Linked DNA regions of Zea mays: region 1 is linked to region 2. The links are chromatin contacts, called in public Hi-C maps. All regions are on one chromosome and are shown on one strand. Each heading gives the region's core, a stretch centred on a gene start, on an enhancer-like site or on the middle of the called end of the contact. The rest is flanking DNA. Distances are from core to core; before and after follow the strand shown. Region 1 holds the start of LOC100274449 (glycosyltransferase). Region 2 holds the start of LOC100281602 (NAD kinase 1).

Region 1 (7,657 bases), core at 3,560-6,059, 160 kb before region 2:
GGATTAAGCGAGAGTACAACATAGCAATCACATGACGCAACTAAGTTCTAATGACACAAATAATGCGACGTGTTGCCAGAGCGCAGCCAATGCTTAGCCAATGTCATAGCTCAACCAATGAAAAATGTAATCTGATCGACGTGTCTAAGTACCCATTATATCATTAATCGCTCGACGTGAGCCCAAAAGCTCAACGCAACACAAATATTTAGAGCGATTTGAGTATACACAATATAACCTTCACAGGCATTTTAATAATTTTCTGCTAATTATTTACTACGGGAAATAATTATTAATACAGAAAAAATGAACACCATAATTAATACATGAACATAACACATCAGGTGTAAAAGACATTTTCTATATTTAAGCATGCATTTTCTACTAATTATTTACTACGGGAAATAATTAATTAAAGTAGAAACTGCAAAAATTGTTTATTCTATTTATTATTTGCTACAGGAAATAAATAAAATAAACAACATAGAGCATGTACATAAATTAAAAAAATGTACAAAAGTTTATTGATTCAGCGTGTATTTACGAAAAAAACCAGTAACTTTTTTTTGTTCATAAACGCACGGTCAGGCAACTTTGACCGGGCTTTAGAAATTGGCTAACTGCCTTTGACTGGATCAACATCGGCTCCTTTTTACTGCATCTGTGGCCACAATAGGCTGCATGCAAGCAAAACTACCGCCGCTCATTACACGTGCATGCATTGGAGACGATTGTGCATGCATGTGACCGGGTCAGACGGTTGTGCATGCCTCCTAGCTGGTGCGCTTAAACACCACTCCACCAACCTTGCACCTTTTTCTCGTGATCTGTTACTGGATGCGCGTGGACGGCGCTGCTCCTGATCCCGAGTTTGACAACCGGCGACGGGATGCCTGCACTCGGCTCGAGTGACATCGCGAGGGGTACGCCGGGTCACGGAGGGCGCTACCATCGCGTGCGGCGGGCGGGACTAGCGCGGCTGCGCGGGGAAGTGCGCGGGCGAGGCGTCGCACGAGCTTGTGGAGCAGAGGCCGAAGCTCCGTGTGTCCGTTTCCGGGCGCCGCCATGCAGGGCGGCCACGCGTTAAAGTCGATGCCCACTATAAGATTTGATCTCATCTTCTGGTGAGAGCTAGCTACCACGGGTGCAGCGCTTCCGGCACGGACGCAGCACCATAACGGAGACAACAAGTTTGTGTCGCATAGATCACACCAGCGGATCAAGAAAACATACCACTCGATTGCGTAGAGGGAGAATCGAAGCCTGTCGCGTAGGACAGTTCGGCTAGGCCAAAGACCTGCCGGCTTGACGGAGAGTTGATGTAGATCTGATCTCGCCGCAGCAACGTCGAGGTAGAGCGTGCTGATAACGTGTTGAGAACTACGTTACCACGGATCACCAGATCCGCTCCCTTCCCTCACGTCAGCAATAGAGGCGTAAAAAGCTGTAGAGTACCCGTCTCCCTTCCTATTAGCACGACAGAGAAAACACAATAGACACGATGTAGGGTTGGGCCTCTCGCCTCTTTCTCTTCCCTATATTATGAGTGGGTGTACAGGTTCCTTATATAGAGATGTGAGACCCCTCAGGGGCAAAGCAGGTATTTGCCCACATAACCCTAACTAGGGTTACTTAACAAGTTTAACTAGTACGCTGCGAGTCATCATTGCTTCCGACGTATGTACAGATTCCATCCGTCTACCTACCCTGTCAGCTCCTGCTAGCCACAGGTATGAAAAATAACCTCTTTTTTTGTCTGTAGTAAACTTTTGTGTTTATTTGTTTTTTCCCCTAAAGCCTATAGCTACTGCATGTCATTGTACGAGTGCAACGACAGCTCGATCTGCATTCAGTTGGGCCAAACTCTTCCGTACTGGACCCCAAGCCCGTAAACCGCATTGAATTCCGAGAGGCCACAGGCCAGCCCCCAGCTGGGCCGGGCCTACAAGTTCTTGTTGCGCCGTCCCGCTCGAGCAACAGGTGCCGCGCCACGCAGGCCAGATGGAAACCACGCCACGCAACATATAGCCCGATGCCCACTAGGCCCCGCTGCTGTAACGCATGACGCACACGCACTGTTCCATTCAAGTACCAGGGAACATTCCCCCTACAACTGCGATGCATGCAATCTGCCTAGCTGCACTGCACCGCACCGGTGGCGGTGAGATCCAGGAAAGTGGAACGGTGTACATGTTGCAGTAGAATCTCGAGTACTACTACTACACAGTTGGGACACGCGCTTGCGCACGCGCGCAAAGATAGATCACGAGGAATATTTTTTATAAACTACTTATTTAATGCTTTAAATAGTATAGTTTTTTATTGTATATAGTTGGTCAAACTAAAGATAGTTTAACCGATGTTCATTATCAAAGTTTATTTATTTTAAGACAATTACTGTATTAGAATTATCCGAGTATATGTGGTACAGGCACATGCCTATAACTAATATACTCGCTCCATAAAAAAAGAAGCCTCATACATGTAGGAATCAAATAATCATAAATTGACTATGTTTTATAGAAAAAATTAATATTAATATACTTAAGTTAATTTTAATAAATATATCACGTAGTTATTTTAATAATATTTTTATTTCATGCTGTCAATTTTACTAGTTTTTATACGTTTAGTTAAATTTAAGGTTCATGACTTTTAAACCTTTTTGAGGTGGACGGAGCACGTATATATATATTCAGTATAAGGAATCAGAGACGACGTGTCGATCACAGAATTAGCAAACGAAAGACTCAAAAAAAACAAGTATACATGCACGCAGATATTAGTAAAATATGTAATTTGTAATATGTTGCACATACAATATACGTGTCAGGGGGTGCATCGTCACACCATATGTATGCGGCATTCGATCGAGGTATATATATATGCTGCCGTCACCTTAGTGGTCGTCGGCGTTCCCAATCCGTCACGCAAACAGCACACGACAAAGCACGCCTCTCTTGTTCCATCTCCATCCAAAATACACGGTGATGCGTGCATGCTCACCGCCCCCCAACACTTGATGCACGTCGTCGTTCCAACAAGCTGCCAATGCCTGCCGTCACGCTCCCTCTACCGGTCCGGAACAGCATAGACAGCCGCCGTGCGTGCGTACACCTGTCGCCGCCGGCCGGCCGGCCATCACAGTCTCTCCTGCCGGCGCCGCTGCCGCATCGCGTGCGCGTGCATCCTCGCCAGGGTCTGCCGGAACCTAGCGAGGTCCAGGGTCACGTTCTGGCCGCCGAGGTAGACGCGCGCCACCAAGTTCCATCCCCCCTTGTCCCGCTTCGCCGCTTCCGGGTCGGTCAGCACCACGTCGCCCGGCGCGTACCTGCGCGCCAGCGAGCTCTCGCCGGCGCGCACCTCGTACTGCTCGTACGCCAGCCCCATCCGGGCGGCGGGTTCCCCGAAGTCTTCGCGCGCGATCGGGGACACCCCCAGCGGCGCGATCTGGGTGAGCGAGGCGCGCCCCGGCCGCAGGAACAGGAACTTGGTCAGGTCCGCGCCGTGCACCCCCACGAGCGCGTCGCAGGCACGCAGCGACGCGTACCACGCCGAGAGCGGCAGCCCGTTGGCCGTCTCCAGGATGTCCACGTCGAACCCCACGGACGAGGCCAGCCGCGCCACCGCCGCCTGGTTCTCGATCACCCGCGTCCCCTTGCGCGACACGATCCCCAGCCTCGGCCGCCGTCGCCGCCGCTGCTCGGCGTCCCGCAGGTCCTGCTGCTGTGCTGGTCTTGCCGTCTCCCGTGGTGGCTTCTCGTACGCGTCGGCGAGCATCTGGTGGAAGTCGACGATGGTCTTGTTGTCCCGGAGCCTAGCGGGGTCCACGATGAGGATGCCGTGGTAGCGGGTCCCCACGATGGCGCCCGGGAAGCAGTGCGTCCGCGTGCCGTGGAGGAGGTCCACCACGGGGTGGTCGGAGAGGCCGGAGATGACCTCGCCGAACATGCCGGCCCACCAGGGGTTGTACGAGACCACCCCCAGCACGACGCGGCGGCGGAGGTGCTGCACCGTCAGCCACGACGGCAGGAACCCGTCGTTGAACGCGTGGAACAGGTTGCCGGTGTAGCCCCCCGCGGACATGACGAGCAACGGCGCGTCGTGCCGTACGTCGCACCGGTGCTCCTCCTCCTCCCGCTCCCCATCTGGCCGCCGCGGCGCCGCCACACGGAGCCGCACCTCGGGGACCTTGTCCATGATGAAGCGCTCCCACTTCCGCGGGTACGGCCGCACCCTCTCCTCTTTGTCCTCTTCCGACGACGTGCCGTTCTGCGCCTGCTGGTGCGGCGGGAACAGCAGGAGCGACAGCGACGCGGCGTCCGTGCGCACGTCGCCGGCCATGAAGCACACGTCCGTGTGCACGCTGGAGCGGTCGCAGCAGATGGTGTGGTCGCGCATGGACGAGCACGGGGACCGCACCTGGTTGTCAAGGTCAAGGGCCACCGCATTGCCTCCGGCGACGCGCTGCGGCACCGACGAGGCCGTCGCCGTCGTCGGCGTCGGCGCGAAGAGCCCGACGTCGATGCTGTACCCGTACGGGCTGAGCACGAGGACGCGCGGTGCGTAGAGTAGCACGCAGAAGACGACGGCGAGCACGAAGAAGAACTGCACGAACCCCCACCTGCCCGCCGCCGCCTGCTTCTTGCCGCCCGCTGGCGCGACGTCGTCGTTGTCCATGCCGCCGACGCCCTTCGGGACGACGACGGGCAGTTTGGCGGAGGCCTCCATGCCGCTCGTCTCCGCCGGTCGTCGGTGTGGAACGACGCACGCGATCGAACGAGCTAGCTAGCTAGTACGTCGTCGTTGTAGCCGGCATCTGTGTCACTCTCGCGTCGGGCCGGGGTTATAACTTTATAAGGACTTGCCAAGAGAGACGATCGAGTCGTTGCACAGGGACAGGGCGGCGCGGTCGCTGGTCGCTGCCGAACGTGACAAGAGAGACACGGCGCGCGCGGAGGCGACGACGAAGGATTTCCATGACCGCTAGCTAGCTAGGGTCAGCTTCAGCTTCTGCTGGCAGACGTGCGCCATTTTGGCACCTGCAGCGCGCTAGCGGTGCATCTTGACATCTTCCAGTCCTAATCCTACAAGTAGAAAGCTAGCTAGCTTTATTTGACACGTCAATGCAATTAGGATGGAGCATCGACCAATTCAGGTCTTCCAGGTCAGAAAAAATGGTGTAGAATTCATTGCTGCTAGCTGTATGTATATATGCAGAGAAAATATTTGTGATACAGTTCATACTTGTTTTTGGATGCATAGGTATGCGTCATTATCTTCCACCGACGTACGTAGGCCAATCAATTTGTGTAAACTTAGTCAATAATTGATCTCTTGAATAGGTGCTTTTCTACATTTCATTTGGTCGCGTATACTCCTTCGGGCGGGCCATAGGTATTTAATTAGGGCCTTTTTTTACACTGTATTGCTAACAGTTAGCTGCTAAAAGCCTAAAAATCACCCAAGATCTTCTTTATCTGGGCGCCGTAAGTTTACTACACAATCAACCATATGCATGAGCTAGTTTAATTCTAGCTCTCAGGTAAACCCCATGCATGTACTGTAGATCCAAACGGGGTCACAACATATTAGACAATGATAAAGTCTCTAATATTACATGTTCCTTTAATCTAATACATGTTTTTATTATTACAATATGTTTATAAATTGATCAGTTACTTTTTATTACTCCATGCATGGGAGCATCTTAAAAAAAAGAAAATAAAAGCACCCATCACATCCATGGTTTTATGCTTTCACACTGAAAATACAAATACGACTTTTCAGTGATAGCCATAATTTCAGAAGGTGTATCGAACCTGATTTGAAGGAAATTAGGTGTAGTCAGCTGCTAGTAATAGATATTTTCTAAACTTGAGATGATGATAAATAAATAAGAAACAGCTGTCGGCTAGCTCGTATCAGTTTACAGGTTGGTTCAACATTATTGCATGAGTTCTACTCAGATTGGGTGACCAAGAAATGGAATAGAGAAGGTGAAAACGCATGCTATCTAAGAGGCGGCAAAAACGAGACAGGAAGCAAATCTGTGGTCGGAGATGCACAGCAACAGTAGCACGAGCTACTACAAGTGAGCAGTAGTGGGTTTGGTGCTTGGTCCCTCTCCATCATCTCCCCATTCATGTCGCCGGCTCCTTTCGTTTATTCCTCTTATTCATTCTTCAATGCGCTGTGGCTCCACTTACAAGTGCAAATCAAACGTCTCCTGGATGGACAGGATCGGATTCATATATATAGCACGGAGCGAGGATCTGAGATTAAGGGCTTGTTTGGAATCAAGGGTAATAGAGGGGATTGTGGGGGCTAGAATCCCCTACTATTCAATTTTAAATAGTGAGGGATTCTAGTCCCCTCAATCTCCTCCATTCCACATGCTCCCAAACAAGCTCTAAGAGGACCAAATTAGATTAGAGAACTGTTAGAAACATTCTTTCATCATTTTCATGAGAATTAGCTAAAAAACTAACAATCTTATAGAATTAGGGGAGCATCGGGGGAATTGCCCTCATATGCCCCCCTGTCGTCGCCCATGACATAATATTACTAGGGATGAAAACAACCGGAAACGATCGGAAACAATATCATCTATAAAAAATGATTGTTAGTCTCGCTCAGAAATTTACCTAGATTTATAAGTAATATGCTTATTGGCGACTATACACTAACGGAATCGGTCTCAGCACTAAATAAAGCCTGAAAAACACTCGGCGAAGATTTTGTCGAGTGTGACAACGCCTGACGCTCGACAAAGTTAACGACCGTCAGCTATAGACGGCTGCTGATGGACCTTTGCCAAGCGTCTAGGTACGCCGAGAGTTTGGCACTCGGCAAACTGTTCTTTGCCAAGTGTTTCCCTGTGCTGAGTGCGACACTCGGCAAAGCGCCTAGCACCCAGCAAAGAGCCGGATTCCGGTAGTGATAGTACCATGTTGACAGATATTCAAAATTTAAATTTTAAATACATTAATTTTTATAAACAATATTGTATTAGAAGCATGCATTCTTGTACGCAAATATTAAAATGAGATTTGCTAAAATTCAGATGTTTAAATTTTTTATTTTTCAGTGAAGGTTATTGCATATATATGATATATTGAATACTAAAACTGCAGATTTGGTCTGTTACAATTTATGTAGGTACAATCATGTAACTTTTGGTTTCTAAAATAAAAAAACCAATAGACAAAACTACAAACTCAACAAAATTCGATCCCCCTGTGCTGGCAAAAGGACAACGATTATCTTTATAGTTGAACAGAAACAAAATTTGAACTTGTTATCACACAAAGGCAAATCATAGAAGCAATAATTTGCATGGATGGTACGGACCGAGTCAAATGCATTGTCCAATGCATGCAACTTGTACTCGAACAGAGACTCCGATCCGAGCATTTGGTTGCTCGATCGCGTCCGTCTATAGTCTGCCCGTTCAATGCATGCCATGCATGCACGCGCAATTCACGCGCGCGTACCTACGGCTCTGAAAAAAGTCAACCGAAACTGAAACGTCGTCCCCACGTGCTGCTCCCCGGCCAGTACTCCCGCGTCCCGTCCAGGTAGGCTCCTCGTTGCTTCTCCGGGCGAGACACATGTACACGCACGTGTACACGCGCAACGCGGGAACACTGACACT
Region 2 (7,034 bases), core at 2,803-5,302:
CCCTTCTCTTCTTCTCCGCCTCTGCTCGTAGATCCCAGTCCGCTTCTCGTCCACTCTTGCTCGTATAGGGATGATAATTTAACCCACAAACTCGAGACCCGACAGGTACCCCGACCTGACGGGTGTGGGTACAGGTGAAGATTTTGACCCGCGGGTGCAACTCGCACCCGACCCGAAGTTATAGCGGGTGTGGGCGTGGGTTTCTATTTCAACCCGCGAGTGACCCGCGCCCAACCCGAAATTTGGTTTCTTCATTGTTTTACGCAATAATGATTAAGATACAATGGTAATTATTTTGAATAAGTAACTTGCCTAATGATTCATGAAGTGTTTTATTGTTGCTAAATATGAGAAGGCTTAAAATCCATAAATATAACTCAATTATGGTTTATATTTAATTTCTTATAGCTGAATTATTGTTTAAAAGTGTAAACTGAGTAAAAACTCGCGGGTAACCCAAAACCCACCCGAAAATCGATGGGTTTGGTGCGGGTTTGGACTGCAGCTGTGGGTGCCATCGCGAGCGGTTTTAGGTAGACTTGACGGGTGTGATCGTGGGCGGATTTTTGCTCCACCCGACTCAAACCCAGCCCATTGCCATCCCTATGCTCGTCGGCTCCGTCGTTGGTGTCTCAGACTATCAGAGTGCTCTCCGGCGCGTCTTGTGGTTGTGGATCTACCTCTTCTCTCCCATCTCTATTGTCTACTCCCAATGAGATAACACTAAGTCCCTAACCTAAATCGCGCTCGGCTTCTCCTAATCTCCGTCGTTTGTGGTCAAGTCACAAGCTCTGCTGGCCAGATCTCCGTCTTCCTCTCTTCTCCGGTGCTCTGGCTGCGCAGGTAATCGTTTTGCCGTTTAGGTCATCATGCATTCAGATTCTTTGCATTTTTTGCAACCCTATCTAATCCTCTCGTTTTCTTGTCTGGTAAGGTCGGCGAGCGATTAGATTGGTGACGCGCTCACCGTTGAGGAACCGGAGTCGCATAGGCAATGGGGGTCCGGCGGTCGACGACCATGAAAATGGACTTAAATCCGGCTACTGAGGCTGTGGAGATGAGGCTACAGGACCACAACGACGTTGAGGATGCTCGACGTTTCATCCTCGGTAGCAGTGCAGATGCTGATGTCGATGTGGACGCCGATGCAGAGCCTGCTAGTGGTGGTACTGGGACGAGCTCGATCGATGAGAGCACGGTTGATGGTGATAGAGCAGGGAAGAAGAGGTCTAAAGCTTGGATCGACTTCACAAAGGTAAAAGATTTGGTGAATGGTAAGAGGGTAAGGGTCTCTACCACATGCATCCACTTTAAAGCTTCATTTTATTCTAAATCCTATAGTGGCACTAGTCATTTGTTACGCCATGTTGATACTTGTGCTGCTAAGAAAAAAAAGGAAATTCAATCTGTTCTTAATTATAATCATGATGGTTCACTCATGCATTGGGAGTACTCTGATGCTAGGGCACGTACTGAATTGTGTCGTTTGAATGCTAGAATAGATTTATCTATTTCCTTTGCTGAATGTGATGCATTTGAAGAATATATTGTGAATGCTCATAATCCTAGATTTGTTAAAACGTCTCGACAAACTATTGCTAGAGACCTAATCAAACTTTATAATAAACGTATGAAGAAATGAATTGAAGCTTTGAAGAAGCCTGTGTCATTTGTTGATATTACATCTTAAATCTGGTCAAGTAAGGCTAAAGAGGATTATATAAGTGTAGTTGCTCATTATGTCAATTCTGATTGGGAGTTAGAAAAGAGGTTGTTTGGTTTAAGGCCAATTGAAGTGGCTCATATTGGAAGAAACATTGCTGGTAGAGTTCATATGGTTGTTGATTATTTTGGAATTTCTGATAAGATTTTCTCTATTGTGTTAGACAATGTCTCAACAAATAAAATTGCAGTACCAATTCTTAAACCTGTTTTTATGCTTATATTGGTCATTTATTGCATGTAGAAGTTAGATAAGAGGAGGACTTAGCTTTTATATTTTTTTTGCATCAGCGTTGTAATTGCCACATTGTTATTCTGATCGTAGTCTGGTCTGAAATGATTGAGGAATTATTTAGATGCTTTTAGGACTGCAATTACATTCTTGAATGCATCTAACCAACATATTGTTGCATTTAAAAGCTTTTGCTTGAGTCTTGGAGTTCATCCTAGCAAGTTTGGTGTTGATATGGATGTTATGGTGAAACTTTACTTACTTAATGCTTAAGCATCTTGTTCCTTATCGAAGCACCTTCTCTGTCTTTATCCAAACTAATCATCCAGTTCAGAGAGATGGCTCTATTTTGTTGACAGATGGTCACTAAGATGTTGCTAAAAAGGTTCTATCCTTTCTTGAGTTGTTCTATGATACATCTGTTGCTTTGTTTGGAATTTATTATCCCACTTCAGCATTAATGCTACATCACATACTTAAAATTGCTAGACATCTAAATGCTTTTTAAATTGATGCTTTGCTTAGAGATGTTATTGTTCCAATGAAAACAAAGTATTTGAAATATTGGAGGAAGATACATGTTCTATGTTGCTTTGCCTTTGTATTGGATCCTATAGCAAAAATAAGGTGGTTTAGTAAGCTTCTTTTGAGGTTGTCTGGACTTAATGGAACTGATTATTCAAGGTATCCTACATCCATTTGGTCTAAGCTAACTAAGATTTTTTAGATTTATGAATTGAAATTTGGTGAAGTGCGCTTGAGTGCACAACAACATAAGAGTGATGGTATGGCAGGTAAGGCTACAAAGGCATGGGATGGCATATATGGATAATGATATCATCATGCCTTCCCCATCTACTAGAACTAGTACTCCTGCATCTGTATCATCTATTATTGTTGTTATATCTGAGTTACCATCATATCTTGATATTGATATTATCACACATTTTGACTTTGATTTCAATCTTCTAAACTGGTGGCGACGACACAAGTTGACATATCATGTGCTTTCTATACTTGCTAAAAATGTTCTAAATGTACATGCTTCCATTGCATCATCAGAGTCCACTTTTAGTTTAGTTGACAGGTGCTTGAAGACCGACAGTGGTGACTAACTCCTAATATGGTTGAAGTTTTGTCCTGCATAAAGGATTAGGAGCTTGCTGACTTGCATAGTTAGCACATGGTGGATAAAGACACCAAAGAACTTGAAGGTCTTTTTGAAGCAATGTACCTAGATTAAATTGGTGGAGGCAAAGAAAGATGAGGTGGAGGATCTGGTGGAACAGGTGGAGCTAGTGGAACTAGTGGTGGATCTTGAACAGTTGAGGCCTGAGGGTTGTTGCCTACTGGCCTGTTGCTATTGCTTCTTAATTCTATTGCTATTACTACTCTGTTGTAACTTGTGATGAACTATTAAACTCGACTGGACCTACATTAAACCTATAGGAGCTGCTTGTACTCTTTTCCTTTCTAGTTTTTTCTTACGAGGTGTGTGTTTTACTTAGGAATGTTTTAATGAGGTAACATTGCACTAAGACTCCATTAGTATATTGTTTGCATCAACTTTTTTCTGAGTCATGGTTGAGTGTCTAATTGGGTGATTGAGTTAGTGCCACTATGAGATTGGGCATGAGTATGAGTTTTGTGACTTTGAATATTTCATCACTTTGAATTGTTACTGTGTGAATTGAATTGTTATTTCATACATTGAGTATTCTTCCTCGTTACTTCGAGTTTGAGTATTAATTGTGTTAATTGTGAACCGTTATGGTTAGATTTTTGAGTTTTTTTTATTTCCGTGTGCTCCGGGTCAGCATGACCTTGTGGTCTAGCCAGATCACCGTCACAACATGATCTCGATTAAGCTATTTTTGTGTCGTGCTTGGGTCAGCTTCTAAGGCTGCGGACTGGTACGACACGGCCCAGTGTTGTGCACGTGCTATGCCAGCTTGGCCCCACGGCACGCACGAATGAACATGAATACCCCAAATGTTGAGGGATAATTTGATTAATAATAATTATTTAGTAGAATTCAGGCAGGAAACACGAAGTCTCCACACGGCCATAACGCTCCCTTCCCAGCACGCGCCCGCCCGAAGCCAACCGTCCCAGTCTGGGCCCCACCGGCGAGAGCCCGTCGGCGTCAAACCAGGACCCGATAAATAGCCGCGCCGGGCGGGGAGAGGTGGTGCTCCTCACCGGCCTCGGCGTCGTCGCCTCGCACCGCACCCACCGGTCCACCACCCACCTATTCTTCTTGTCTCTCTCCCCCCTCGCAAATCGGAGGCCAAGTACACTGCCCACCCAAGTACCCAACCAAGTCAGGAGCAGAACAAGTAGTACGGGCTGTGTTTTCTGCGACGGCGAGCCAAGAGCAGAACAAGTAGTACGGGCGTGTTCTCTGCGACAGCGAGCGGACCAGATCGGCGGCGCCATGTCGCACGACGAGCTCGCCGACAAGGTACGCAGGTTCCTCCCGATCCGTCCGCGCTAGCTGGCTGGGGCGGCTCCTTGCGGCTGGGCGTCCGAATTCCGCCCGATTTGCTTCGACGGAGTGTTTGGTTTACCTGGTTCTGATGAATGCGTGGTTTCCGTGTGGCAGGAGCCGTCGTCCTCCGAGGAGTTTCAGCTCGCGCCGACGGGTTCCAAGTTCCGGAGCCTCAGCCCTGCACCGATTCCGATCCCAGCTTCTCCGGGCATCAGATCATTGGTCGACTCGGTACGTGCAGACATTGCAGACATGTGTAGATGGCCAAAAGGAATGTGCCCCCGCTTTGAGTTTGTAACACACAGTCCACTCTCGGACCGACGGCACTTACTAGTGGCAGCACTTTAGGATATAGCCCATTTCCAAACCAACACGAGTTCTTTGTACGTACTTTGTCCTCACTTATGCGCATCCAAGAAGACTTCCTGATCGGTCACTCCCCAAAACTTGTTCTAAGCCAAACACACTTAACCTAGAGGTTCTTTTGAGACAGACTTTCGAAAAATAAAATATATCTTGTTGGTATGAGTCTTAATAACCAAGTCCCCTTAGAAGATCGACGAGGACGTCACTCAACCTCAAGGCAGAAACCTCCCCTCTGGCCACGTCTATGTGTCTAGTGTCATCATATGTCATGTCTTGTGACTACTCTGGACCCGCATGCGTCATGTGTCATATACCCGAACCCCTAGTTCACACACGCCCGTGAAACCGCGAGGGTTGGTTCTGATACCACTCTCGGACCGGCGGTACTCAGTACCGTAGCTTGGTAGAAGATGGTGGATGCACATGCACCCACGAAAATTTGAAAAACTGGTAATTTAGATCATTTTTTCACCATATATGCACCACCTATAAGTTATTACTATGCACCCTCAATGTATTTGCACTCTTCTCTAATTCGCTCTAGCTTCGTCACTGGCGTTACTTACTCCTGACACCTCTCTAGTACCATATATCATCCTCACAGACCAACACGAGTCTTTTGTGCGCACTTTGTTCTTACTCATGCGTATTTCCGGTCGGTCACCCATCCCAAAATTGCTCTAGGTCAAGCACGCATAAACTAGAGGTTCTTTCGAAGCAGCCTTCTGGAAAAAAAATGCATCTTGTTGGTATGAGTACTATATTAATTCTATTAAGTCTTGGGCCAAGATATCACAGATTTGGTCTCACGCGTTGCTTTGTTCCTCGTCGTGCGATTGCGTGATAAGTAAGGGCGGCCAAGTAAATAGCTGGAGTGTCCATCAGTTTTACGTCGTCTGCTTTTGCTGTACAAGTGTTTTAAGTAACTAGCTTATCGTGCAAGCTCGGAGATTTCCTGGACCAGAAATGCAAATGGGCTTGACCTCCTTTCCCCATTTTGAAGAGGAATAATTTAGTGTATTGGTTTTCAAACGAATTTAGTACATGCGATTGCATAGTATGTGACACTTGAATTTGTGATTGGATTTCAGCTACAAAGTCACACTGATTGCAGATCCAAGCACTCACATGAAAATATGAGGCTAAATCACCTGGTTACCTTACCTATAGAAAACCTAACATATCCCAAGTTTAACATTGCACCATTTTGCAGTTTGAGCCTATTTAAGCTCTGAGTTAAATTAAACCGATCAGCAATTTTATGGGGTATTGGTTATGGAGTTCAAAAGTTTGGTGGGTCTAAATCTGAATTTATCTGAAAACCTCTCAGCCCTTTATCCGTGAATCTAAACTAAACTAAATATGTATGCCATTGCAATCTTAAATGGCTGGATACATTTATTTCTGGAGGCAGTTGATACATTCACAATGGTAGAAGAGACATTTTTTTAACCGTCAGATGTCCCATTGCCCTACACTCACGCTGACAGATCTGCTTCTATTTCAGGTCTCTGATGAGACAGTAAATGTAGATGTCATGGCCTCACATCAAAGTGAAAATGGATCAATCTCTACAGCTAGTTCTACCGTTAGTTTACTGGAATCAGAGAAGGCAGCATATGAATTTCTTGCTCAAACTCCTGTCAGATCAACCGATGCACATCTTATTGAGTTTTCAGAGGCCTTGAGAAGTAAGGATAGACATACTTTCTACTTTGAATGAAGCCTAAAGTGTACTATAAAAATACAGACATATATAGAACCTTTTATTTACTATTAAAACAATACCACAACAACATAATTGGTATAAATTTATGTGAATTTGAAGCTGTCGCAAAAGCCTTACGACAAGTGGCTGAAGGGAAGGCTGCTGCTCAAGCAGAGGCAGCAGAGTGGAAACGTAAGTATGAATTAGAGACAGCGCAGAAGCAGCAAAGTAAAATCAGAGGTGAGATTTATGTATTTGATATTGATGATTTTACTTTCAGTGAAACAATCTCATAATTTCAGCAATCCATTAACTTTTGCTTCAAGCTTCTATCTATGTGTTTCCATTTGATGGTATAGTTGGTGAAGCGACCACATAATTCCAAGCAGATTGCTAAACGTGCGTAGGCCCACCCATCAAGGGGTATGGTTGGTTTAGCAAATTTTAGGCTCTGGCCTCTGCGATGTTCAATACACTGCTGCTCATAGGGGTAGCTTTATTTGTGACTTGAGGGT

Evidence for each region. A called contact is a pair of places that touch in the nucleus more often than the background predicts.
Region 1: a Hi-C map of leaf shows a contact between it and region 2, with 8 times the contacts expected there. The contact joins the promoter of LOC100274449 here to the promoter of LOC100281602 in region 2. A contact is called at or near these places in 9 of 25 Hi-C or Micro-C datasets (ear, endosperm, leaf and 1 more).

What each region holds. Positions count from the first base shown.
Region 1 is chr8:163,803,484-163,811,140 of Zm-B73-REFERENCE-NAM-5.0, reverse strand. LOC100274449 (glycosyltransferase) reads right to left here and starts at 4,809. Exons shown (of 1, transcript NM_001148808.1): 1 at 2,786-4,809. The coding sequence starts at 4,731. The coding sequence ends at 3,142.
Region 2 is chr8:163,646,959-163,653,992 of Zm-B73-REFERENCE-NAM-5.0, reverse strand. It overlaps LOC100281602 (NAD kinase 1), which reads left to right and starts at 4,052. Exons shown (of 11, transcript NM_001291621.1): 1 at 4,052-4,418; 2 at 4,560-4,676; 3 at 6,319-6,502; 4 at 6,640-6,759. The coding sequence starts at 4,392.